Linked DNA regions of Sus scrofa: region 1 is linked to region 2. The links are chromatin contacts, called in public Hi-C maps. All regions are on one chromosome and are shown on one strand. The core of a region is the stretch at or near the end of the contact, and the rest is flanking DNA. Distances in the headings are between cores, read along the strand shown. Region 1 overlaps ARID5B (AT-rich interactive domain-containing protein 5B). Region 2 has its middle 60 kb from the start of ARID5B.

The links. A called contact is a pair of places that touch in the nucleus more often than the background predicts.
Region 1: a contact with region 2 is called in a Hi-C map of liver, with 6 times the contacts expected there. The contact joins two enhancer-like sites. A contact is called at or near these places in 1 of 47 Hi-C or Micro-C datasets (liver) and 1 of 2 datasets of contacts at active chromatin or transcription factors (skeletal muscle).

What each region holds. Positions count from the first base shown.
Region 1 is chr14:65,519,140-65,524,947 of Sscrofa11.1, reverse strand. All of the region lies in intron 4 of ARID5B (AT-rich interactive domain-containing protein 5B), which reads right to left. Among named protein-coding and RNA genes, the nearest start is that of ARID5B, 110 kb to the right of the region's middle. Within about 2 kb of position 3,082, at least 12 of the 83 cell types and tissues checked have an H3K27ac peak or open chromatin away from gene starts, as enhancers often do. A contact at or near this core is called in liver, where this site is marked.
Region 2 is chr14:65,345,788-65,351,971 of Sscrofa11.1, reverse strand. No RefSeq gene overlaps it. Among named protein-coding and RNA genes, the nearest start is that of ARID5B, 60 kb to the left of the region's middle. Within about 2 kb of position 3,576, at least 12 of the 83 cell types and tissues checked have an H3K27ac peak or open chromatin away from gene starts, as enhancers often do. A contact at or near this core is called in liver, where this site is marked.

The sequences.
Region 1 (5,808 bases), core at 1,833-4,332, 170 kb before region 2:
GACTCTATTATACCTATGCCGTAAGTTTTGTACCGCCCCAACTTGAACCTTAAAATGCTGAAGTAAATTAACTCCTCTATCTGTTAATGGAGACATAAACATCGCATCACACCCCAGAAGAGGCCAGAATGGACGTTTCTAGTTCACACAATCCAGTCCAGGGCAAAGAGAGATATTTGCCTTATCATAATCTGAATTCTCTCATTTCAGAAACCCATTCCTACAACAGAATAATATTTATAGAAAATGAAATTTGGGTTTTCAGTTCTGCCAGCTCTCTTTCATATTCAAATGCTACGTATATTCCAGAACATGTTTACAGAATTTCTCCCCTATTTCTAAATAAATACACAAAAGAAGTTCTGAAATATACACATTGTAAAGATGACTTCTCATACACCGTAATTCCCAGATGTTTTACATTCTGAATTTCTCCATAAATGAATAACATGCTAGGAAAGCAAACATGGGCTGACAGTATTTAGTCTAAGTTTTTTTGAACGGTATAACATGTGTAGCTAAAAATAATTTTCAATAACTATATTACACTATCAGGAGTTATTAAAGAACTGAAAATGAGCATTTGTAGGGTTTGCACTGATTCTCCTAAATATGGGCTTCTGGATGGTTTCCATTGTTTGGGGTTTCTCACAACCACATGGCCTCAACAACTTTCCTCTTCTATCTTCTGAGTTTTACATATATATATATATATTTTCATGTGACAAACCCATGATCCCAGTTCACTGCCACAAGTGCTCATTAACAAGCCTCACAGCCCCACAGTCAGTTTTGCGAGCTTTGAACCAGTTCCAGAACGAGGGCTACAGCAAATGGCAGCCTGGCCTTTTCACTTCTTCCACTTCTTACATTTTAAAAAAAAATTCAAAAAAAAAAAAAAAAACCCACCTCCCAATAACTGCTCCTTTCATACCTTTTATCTCCTTTATAAATTGGTAATATTCACTCATTAAATCTCAAACTTTGCTACATTCTTATGTAATGCTTTAATTCTCTTCTTCTCTGGGGTTGGCTTGTGAAATGTCTTTAATTAAAAAAGCTAAAAACACTCTAAATCTGGATGGCAGACTCATTTCCAGGGCATTCAGGCATGTTGTCTAATTTTAAAACTCCGACAGGATACATGTAAATTTATGCAAGTTTCATAAAAGTCACAATTTCCTCCTTGAAATCAAGCTAAAGAAAATGCCCCCAAGCTCTTTTCAAAAGCTGTTTGTTTTACTGGAAAGCTCATTTTGCCCATTGTGTTGGAGGTGATTATTCTCAAGAATATCCAATGTCAGAGTCCCATCAATCCACCAGGAATTAAGGAGTTCTATTTCCCTACTATTGATCAAATAGGCTCTTTGATCACTATTTTATGACTCTTAAACACAGATGGGGGAGGGGAGGGAGAAATATTATCATGCAAATTATTTTGGTAGACAGTAATTAAGAAATTATATGTTAAGAAAATCAGTCATTGTTCACATGAGTCATTAATGTGTTTTCATTCTTTGTAAAACTTTCTGGCACGCCCTTCCTTTCTTGCTTTAAATAAGCAAGGACTGGAAAATATGCATAGTATTTGGAACCCAGGGAGTGACATATTAATTCAAAGTTTGCTTGGAAGTGTAGCTTTGTGGAAACTCAAATGTGTTCCCATCCTTTTTGTTTCTACCCCTCTTCACCCAAGACTTCTCTCCAGATTATTGAATATTGGGGTGGTAAGTCTCTTTGTACTATCAGCTTCTCCAGTTAGGCTTTTTTTTTTTTTTTTTTTTTTTTGTCTTTTTGTCTTTTTGTCTTTTTAGGGCCGCACCCACAGTACATGGAGGTTCCCAGGCTAGGGATCTAATCGGAGCTACAGCTAACTGGCCTGCACCACAGCCGCAGCCACAGCCACAGCCACGCCAGATCTGAGCTGTGTATGTGACCTACACCAGAACGCACGGCAACGCCAGATCCTTAACCCACTGAGCAAAGCCAGGGGTGGAACCGGCAACCTTATGGTTCGTAGTCTGATTCGTTTCCTCTGCACCACAATAGGAACTCCCAGGTTTTTGTGGGTTCTTTTGGCCAATCCCGTGGCATGCAGGAGTTCCCAGTTCCCAGGCCAGGGATTGAACCCTGAACCACAGCAGTAACCAGAGCCACAGCAGTGAAAATGCCGGATCCTTAACCCACTGAGCCACCAGAGAACTCCTCTAGGGGGCAGCCTCTTTGAACAGTGAGGCAGGGTCTTCTCTGGGCTATGCTCTTCTCATGCCCAGAAGACCCAGTGCTTAGGAAATCTATAAGAAAATCCACAAAATGGGGGAATCAAAACCAGTTCAGCCATCATGGGCAATTAACCAATCTTTGCTAATTCTGTTGCTCCCCAGAAGCAAATCTTCACTTTGAATTAGACCTCTGCCAAAATTGGTTTTGAAAACATCTTAAATCCACAGGAAAGAGACCAAGAGCAAATGATGGAAGGCTGAGACTGGCTCCCTCATGGATTGGGACGCCTTCTAATGAACTCAGGTTAGCTTACAAATCACCAATCCCTAAAAGAGTACAAACTAAAATTACATTTGTTTTTATTGAAAGACAGCCTCAAGTGCTGACATGTAGTGTATGACATGTGATACATAATAATACTCTTAAACCAGTTCTGACATAATATCTCCGGCGGCCTAATAACCACAAACGATTACTTTAGTTAAGAACTAGCCAGAAGCAAAATAGATCCATGTAAAAGTAGCTTGAACCATAAATACCTCAACAATATTTTATGTCACTTTGTAAAAGTTAAAGAAGTCTTATAATAATTAACAACACAAACGCCATGCTCTTGACTATTGTGTGTTGCTTGTGAAAGGTTATTTCATGGTCCCGAGGCTGCCAGTGCTGTAAATTAATGCAGGCACCGAGAAGCATTAAGGAGAAATAATAGCAATTTAAACGAAGGCTGACGTAATTCATGATAAACAGTCATTGGAAAATATTACAATGTTGTCTTTTTTGAGTGGGTTTAATCAGAAGAATGTGACCATATTCTAATATAAACCACTTCTCTTTTCCATTGTGCTAGCACTTGGAATGTTGGCACTCACCCTAGCTAAGGTTCTGATTCACAATAATTGCTGAATGCAGAGCCCTAACACCTCCAGGGAACTTAACAATGTAAATTTAGTATTCCGATTGATGGAAGGAACTTCCAAGACAAAGCTCAAAAGCTCTAGGCTGCCTGGTGGTCCAAAAGAGGGGCTGAAATTTGAGAGGCACGCAGCCAGGATGCCTTAAAGAATACCTCTCAGAAAGATGGCTAAGTACTGCAAACACTGAAGAATGACTTTATTGTCCCATCTAGTAGAACCTTGAGATGTGGTATAAATCCGGCAGCTGTTCCGATAAAAGCAAACCTTTGGCACAGATTGTTCTGGGTGAACTGTAAATATAGCAGCACATTAAGAAGCAAATCTGATGACGAGACCAAACCTGCCAACTTTCAGTAATACCAAACATCGCCAGGTCAGGATCACAAAATACTGGTGGCCAAACAGATGTTCATATCTGAACCCATACAAATAAATGCTACCTTTAATCTGGGGGTTGGGGAGGGGAGATTAAAAAAAACAAACAAAAAAAAAACAAAAAAAAAAAACAGGAACATAGCCACATGGAGAGTGGACAATATTTACCTCTCTGGAATTCACCCAGTCTTTGGGAACGTAAAGAGAATAATGATATTGCTATTATCGCTGCAAAGCCTTCCGTGCTATAGAGTTCATTTAAAAGTCTTTAAGCCAACTATTGATTATCTGAGTCGATGAAAGAAAGCAAGGATAAAAGAAAACACAGAAAATCCAATAGCTGTTTTTTTTCCCACCAGTTTCTATTTCATTCATGATCCATTCTTTCCAAAGGCCATTAAGAGGAGCAAAAGTGATTTCATTTTTTCTTCTTCTCTTTTTCTCTGCCAACCTTTGGGTTGGAGGTGCTAATGAGCTGGAATACACTGAAATGAAGGCAGAGGGGGCCTTCCCAGGAAGTCAGGGACTCAGATAATGTACATGGCAGGGCTCTTGTCCCTGATCATCAAAAGTGAATTTCCACCTTCCAAAGACCATTTAAAATATCCATTATATAGCAAAAGAGACTATTTTTGACTCCAGATCTCTTTTTCCAACTGAGTCTATTTAAATGGTCCCAGAGGTCAAATATCTGGCCACTCCTTTAAAAATATTCTTTCAAAATATGATAAACAGCTTTCTTTGGCATTTATACTAATAAAAATGTATTTTATCTCCTCTTACCACACAAACCTTACTTTCTCTAAATAGTCCATTGCAAACATTATCAGTGAATTTTGCTCAGTGTACAAATATTTTATGTATTACAATGAGTAGCAGAACGCAAAACTTGCAAATATTTATTTTTAGACATATGGGAAAAAAGCAATTAGAGCTAAAAATGTGAAGAATGAAGAGCTCACTTAGAAGCAATTACATTGGACGTGCAAACTGTTCTGCCATCAAACTTTATTCAGATGCTGTAGAGCATATTAAGAAATATCAGTTGCACATACACACACAAAAGAAAATATTATTTCACAACTGAAAATATCCAATCACTATAAACAACATCTGGGGGTCATTAATAACTTACTCTGTTGCTGAATTAGCCAAAGAATAAGTAGCCTGACTTAGAATTCTTAAATTTCCATTTTTGATGAAAAAACAAAACATGACTTATATTTGCAAATATGGATGCTCTTTGGACATTTTATGTGAGAATACAAAATGTGTAAGTATAATGGTTAATGTGTGTACACAAAAGTGTGTAAGTATAATGGTTAATATGATTAATAAGGCACATGCGGTTTATGCATTTTTTTATCCTTTTTAGGGCCACACCCACGGCCTTTGGAGGTTCTCAGGCTAGGGGTTGAATTGGAGCTGCAGCTGCCAGCCTATGCCACAGGCACAGCAACACAGGATCAGAGCGGCATCTGTGACCTGAACCACAGCTCACAGCAATGCTGGATACTTTAACCCACTGAGCAGGGCCAGGGATTGAACCCAAGTCCTCATGGATACTAGTCGGGTTCTTAACCTACTGAGCCACAATGGGAACTCCTGGTTTATGCATTAATCACTATCTCCCCCTGAAGTGGTGTCCTGTTTTTGTTTTGAGGAAGTTTAAAATTGTAACATTGAGTTCCCCCTCTTTGCTCAGAGCCTTGTATGTAATTAGCATATTTTTCAGACTGGTAAGAATCTGACCATAAGCAGCATCTGAGAAGCCTTCCATTCCAAATTACTACAAAGCCTTTTGTAATGCAGCCTCACAACACATTTTAAGAACAGGCATACTGTTCAAATATACCAGCCCTGAAATAAAAGAACCAACAATTTTATTGCCACGCAAGCCACTGTACTGAAATACCCGAAATATTTATACTAATAGGAGTTGGAAAATAGTATCAGAGAACAATGCCAAAATATTTCCTCCACTCATTAATAGCAACAGTCTTTGGGGAGACAGATGCCAAAAAGCCAGCACTTTTCTAATTCTCTGGGTCCCATGACATGGTCTTTTATTACAGGTTTCATAGGGAGTCAAGAGACTGGTTGATTTACAGGCAAAGGAAAATAGTCTTCAAGACAATCCATATTTACATTTTTTTCTATTTTTCTTTTTTGGCCATGCCCAAGGCATGCAGAAGATCCCTGGCTAAAGGATCAAACCCATGCCACAGGAGCAACTCAAGCCACTGTAATGACAATGCCAGGACCTTAACCTGCTGTGTCACTAGGGAAC
Region 2 (6,184 bases), core at 2,327-4,826:
TTTATTTTTTTTTTTTATGGTTTCTTTGCTGTGCAAAACTTTTCAGTTTGATTAGGTCTCATTGGTTTATTTTTGCTTTTATTTCTGTTGCCTTGGGAGAATGACCTAAGAAAACATTTGTAAGGTTGATGTCAGAGAATGTTTTGCCTATGTTCCCTTCTAGGAGTTTGATGGTGCTTGTCTTACGTTTAAGTCTTTAAGCCATTTTGAGTTTATTTTTGTGCATAGTGTGAGGATGCGTTCCAGTCTGATTGATTTACACGCAGCTGTTCAGTTTTCCCAGCACCACTTGCTGAAGAGACTTTTCTTCCATTTTATAGTCTTGCCTCCTTTGTTGAAGATTAATTGACCTTAGGTGTCTGGGTTTATTTCTGGGTTCTCTCTTCTGTTCCATTGGTCTGCATGTATGTTTTGGTACCAGTACCGCACTGTCTTGATGACTGTGGCTTTGTAATATTGCCTGAAGTCTGGGAGAGTTATGCCTCCTGCTTGGTTTGTGTTCTTTGACTTTGTCTTCTCTTGTGGAGAACATTCATGATTCAAATACTTAGTCCAGTGACTGTCAATGGTTTGCTGTACTATATTTTCCCCTGAGGATATACACATTAAAAATATATCAGATTTTCTTTATTTCATTTTTCTCTATTATAGTTACATTTTGAATCATATCAAAATATTATGATGTTATAGAAAGTCAGTGTTATGTGGTAGCTTAAAACCCTCTCTTTTGAGTTCCTGCTGTGGCACAACAGGATCAGCAGCATCTCTGTAGTGCTAAGACACAGATTCAACCTCTGGCCCAGGAGGTTAAGAATCCTGCACTGCACACATCTGTGGTATAGGTCAAAACCATGCTTGGATCTGATCCCTGGCTGGGGAACCGCATATGGTGAGGGGTGGAAAAAAAAAACACCACCTTTTTTTTTGGCATCAGACAGACCTGGACTACACTTTTGCACAACCTGGGCAAGGATCTTTCCTAAGCTTTCATTTTATCAACTGTAAATCGGGATAACATAATCAGTGCTCAGATGTGCTGATGGAATCATCGGCAGCCTGTTTTAGGTGCCCATCTCCTGGTTTGGCATGCATGAGGCCACCTTACCTGCCTTCTCCAGAAAGGTCCACTCTGATCTCTGGCTGCATGGCTTCACTGGTTAAATGATTCCAATATAAATGCTACTCTTGATTCACCTAGAATCTTTATAAATACTCAACTCTGAACATGAGCCTACAAGATCCACCTGGGCATGTCCTTCCTGGATACTGACCCTCATGCCCACCCTGACTGCCCAGCCAAGCACCGACAAGTCAAACCCAATTTCCTCTTGGTACCTATGTGTAGCTCCTATAGGACTCTGATCACTTCACAATCTACAGCCTAATCCAAATGCAAATTAGACTTGAGGGCCTTTGGAGAAATGGAGGTCCCCTCCACTGGAAGAATGATTTGTAAGTCCAAAATGCCTTCCTGCTCAGAAATAAGATGGCACATATAAAAGTATTGTGTAAACTGGAAAGTGCTCAATAAGTGTGGCTTAGTCCTTTCATAGTCCTCTTTGGACCTCACTGTCTGGGGAATGAACAGCAGGCAATTTCTATCTCCACTCTCAAGATGGGGAAGTCCTGCACCAGAGAGACTAAATGACTTGCTTGAAGGTATATGAATAGTTGGTGGCACAAGTGGGATTTGAAGTCAGAAAACTCACTTTTGAGTCATTATAATAGCACTGGGTACTTGGCATGTGTCAGTTACTATACGGAGTATTATGTCATTTACTTTTCTAGTCTTGTATCACTGAATACTATGAAATAGGCATTTTATAAAGGAGCAGTGGAGACTCGGAGAAGTTATTTGCTCAAACTTTTACAAAAGAACTGCAGTTAAACTTCTCAGGAGTTATTGCTGATATTTAGACATTTCACCAAAGGGGCCTGTTAGGGTATTGCCCTCACACTTTAGAGCATGTGTGCCTGCTTTCCAGTTCCAAGCTCCTGCATTTCTTTGCTTCATAGCTTCTTTTGGCCACCAAAACCTGCTTTACCTGCCTATGTGGTCAGCTGCAAACGCCCTGAAATTATTGCCTCCTAAAGGGACAACCTCATCCAAAGACTGATGACAGGTGATGTATAAATACCCAAGCTCCCATCTCTCTAGTGGGATAATTCTGAGGTGTGTGTTCTATACTGGCTCCCAGAGCTTTCTATGGAGATTAAGCTCCATTTGCCAACTTGTAGCTGGCTTATTAATACATCTCATGTCAACTGACCTCCCTCTCCTGTCTTGTTTTTCTGCACCACATCTGGGGTTTCTTTTCCTCCCAAATCAGCTGCTTCTTTTTTCTCTTTTTACAGCCACACCTGTGACACATGGAAGTTCCTGGGCTGGGGTTGAATCAGAGCTGCAGCTGCTGGCCTATGCTGGATCCAAGCCACATCTGTGACCTACACTGCAGGCTGCAGCAATGCCAGATCCTTAATCCACTGAATAATGCCAGGGATAGAACCCCTTGTCCTTATGCTAGTATGCCGGGTTCTTAACCAACTGAGCCACAACAGGAACTCCCCAAATCAGCTTCTTTCATTCATTCTTGTCTCAGGGTCTACTTCTGAGGCAACCCAAATTAAGACAGTGTTTTAAGGCTCTTTTGTTCCATCACAGCTAGATATTTTGAATCTCATGACAATCAGCAGCAACATTTAAATTGTCTTAGGAGTTAATTCTTGGTCTAGGAGTGGTTTAACCTATTCTTACACTCAGCCTTCTGTGACTTCTGTGGGATTGTTGAGAGCTGTCACCTCGGATCTCCTAGACTCTTAGTATCAAAGAACTAAAGTACCAAACTTTCTCCTGAGAGAAAATGTTCTTACTTTGCAGGAATTTACTTTGTGAGCCCCCCTGGGGCAAAGGAGACTTAGAGAACAAGGTACTTGAATATGGTATTACTTTCCTGTTCCTGAATTTTACTGTTTCAAAGGAAGTGCTTATTGCTCTTGTTGAGAAAGGAACACAATAAGCAGCAATAAGCACATACTCATGCCTGTTTTGGGTGAGCTCTACCCCACAAGTCTGAATGGGTAAAACTGGGAGCCATTCTTATCTCCTTAGAGGGCATTTTCATTTTGCTGTCCAGCAAAAGCTTACTGAACTTTCATGGGGTTTGAGCCCCAGGCTAAGCAAGGTGGCATACATACAAACCCACAAAATGGCTAAAAGGCAGAGCTGCATCTAAGGATTCAGAGATCTGGGAACAGGCAATGGAAATACCTCTTTTCAGGGCTCCTTTAGGTGGTAATACATTGTGTCTTGGAGGACAATCAGAAAAATCAAATTGACTTGGTACATTTGCTTGCTTTTAAAAATATAATCTCCAGAGGGGTGGGGTGGGGGAAATAGCCTGTCTACGGAGACAAATGGTTACCAACCTTAAAATAGTTTTTATTTTATTTTTACCCAGCCAACAAACATTCTCTTTTAGAGTCTAACCTAATTTCCCAGAGTTGCCTGGCCTATCTTTCTCCTCCAATTTTAATGTTCTCTTAAGTCTTTAAGGTCTCAGTTGGTTAATGTTTAATGTGCTCCACGACCAGTATTTGATGTTTACACTTTATTGGGCTAACCAAATTTGTAGAGCAAATTAAAAGTGTGCAGGTCTTTGGCAAGCCACATTTAGATATGTGTTGCTCAGAAACCATCTCGTTGTTCAATACGGCATGCCCCAAATAGTTTCAATTAACTGTTCTCCTTTCCTGGCAATATCTGCAATTCTCTGCATTGCTTTTGGGGAGCTATCCTTCCTAGATTTGCAAATGTCACAGCCTCAAACCCTTCTGCTGCTAGAAAGCAATTCACAGCAGAGAGCTCCACTTCTCCGTGAAGTGAGTGTCAGCAACAGGTAACCTATTAAACCAGACTGACCAAAGACCATAAAAAAGTACATTTGAGAGGGCGCAGGGCAAGCTAGGAGGGGAAGATTTTTGTGGTGGGAGGAGAGAGTAAGAATTGAAGAGTTGGTATTTTTATTAAAAAAAGAAAAAAACCCTACATATTCCAAGAAATCATGTAAGTGTAACAGCACACAGATTAGGTAAAGAGCCATTACTATAATTAATATATATTATTTCTTTTACCCCTGGGTTTAATTTCTGTCTCTTTTTTGAACAAACTGAATGGTCAAGATGGCATCATACAACAGACAGGGTTGGGGAAATAAAAGCTTGGGTTCTGTGTCCAGCTGGGTCGGACTCCCCAGTGTGATGTTGCCCCTAACGTTGCTGGGCATCTTCCCCAAAGGAAGAGAGTTGACTGTGATCTCTGGAGTGTCTTCCAGTTCAGGTATTTTGGTATACAATCCCATCTTTTGTCCCTGTCATAAAGTTCCCAGGGAGTGGAATGTGGGGCTTGCACCCATCTTCTTAAAGGACACAAGTTTCTCAAGTAGCTTCCCAAGGGACTACAACTTAACTTTCATTTTCTTCCAAGAGATTGGGGCTGGCTATTAGCAATTTGTCTCCATCTTTCTAAGCCAATATTCTCTTTCACCTTTGCTGAGAGACACCAGATTTGACACAGTGTGAGAAGACATGAAGAAGGTTCTGGGGTATAATCAGCAGACAAAAATGAGGAATCTCCAAACTGCAGGGTCATTGATGGACTTGGGGGTTCAGGTTTCCTGGGGGTCAGATTTCCTCTGTCTCCTCAAGGCTACTGAGGGAGAGTCAGGCCAGGTCCGCAGTGATAGCTGCTTTCCTGGCACAGGAGCAGTGGCGGAACCCTCATGTGTTTAACAGTTGGACTTATTTTTAATCTACTGTATTAGGAGCACAAATTTAATCAAGAACAAAATGTTACCAATGTTGTTTTTTTGTTCCCGCATATGCATATATCTTTAACACTGTTTTGCATTCCCTTGTGCTAGAAAGCTCTCCATCTGACATCTGACTTATTTCATAATTTTTTTTTTAAGTGCAAATATATGTGGAGAAAGAAGAGAAACAAGGAGCTGAATTTCCACTTAATGCAGCCCCTCTGCTTAAAGAAATAACTGCAGTACAGATTTTAACAATTAACATTCCTGCAGTGGATGTCGTTATGGATGGAGCTATTAAATGTTTTCAAACACTCCTCGGCTCAAATACACGTTCAACTTATTTTCTGTCATTTGATGGCATGGGTGGGTTGAGACATTCCTCAAAGCTTTTTTTTTTTTTTTTTCCTTCTCCAAGTCAAAGAGATCTTAGCTCCCTCCCCACCCTAACTCACCCCTTTCCTCTGCCCACCCCCCACCCCCCACCACTTGGTGCCTACTTTACTGAAACCTGACTTGCAGGTCAGCGGGCTGGTAACAGATTAATTTTACTCTGTGAGGAACACCAAGCATTTTGGCCAGGAAACATGAGAACCCTGTTATAATATTACCGTTTTTCTAAATTAAATATTAGGAAAAATTAAACCAAATTGTGGCGCATAGTGCAATGGAAAATATTTCTCTTCCAAACACTCCTCTGTGATAAATGCCTGTGTAAGTGAAAGCACAATAAATATGCACTACATTAAAAACCCAGATTATTCAGGTTTTAAGACTTATAGCTAAAAGTGGTTTAATGTTTCATGCCTAATAATAGATTACTCCTATCACATTTCTAACCTTTATTTCTCCTAGCTTTGAAGTCCAGCCATATAAAGATTGTTTGTAGAACCACACGAAAGTTAAAGCAAATATTACTTAGAATGATTCATACCAGCAAGAATTTGCAATGAAGGCAGAAGCTTTGTGTGTGTGTGTGTGTGCGTGTGTGTCTGAATCAAAGGAAATGAAATGTTTGTAATATTTTTTGGTTGATAAATTTATTAAAACATTTTAGAGGCTTGTAGTAGAGACACAGCTGACATAAACAGACCGACTAGAAACAGATTATATTCTGCTCAGTGGGGGAGGTGGAATTTAAAGGGGGAAAAATTCCCTGGATTTCAAAAATTGCCACCAGGTCACAGCAATACTTAATTAACTGAATACATTAACGGAAGGCTATAACATAGATGCTAAAAAGAAGGTGAGGGGGGAGCAGTCAAGTTCATTTAATCCTCTGTTCTTTGCTTACAGATTAGCCTTTTAGAATGAGCAACCTGATTTTTTTTTTTTTTTTTAAGGATCCATTTACCTTCCAGAGCTTTTCATAGCAA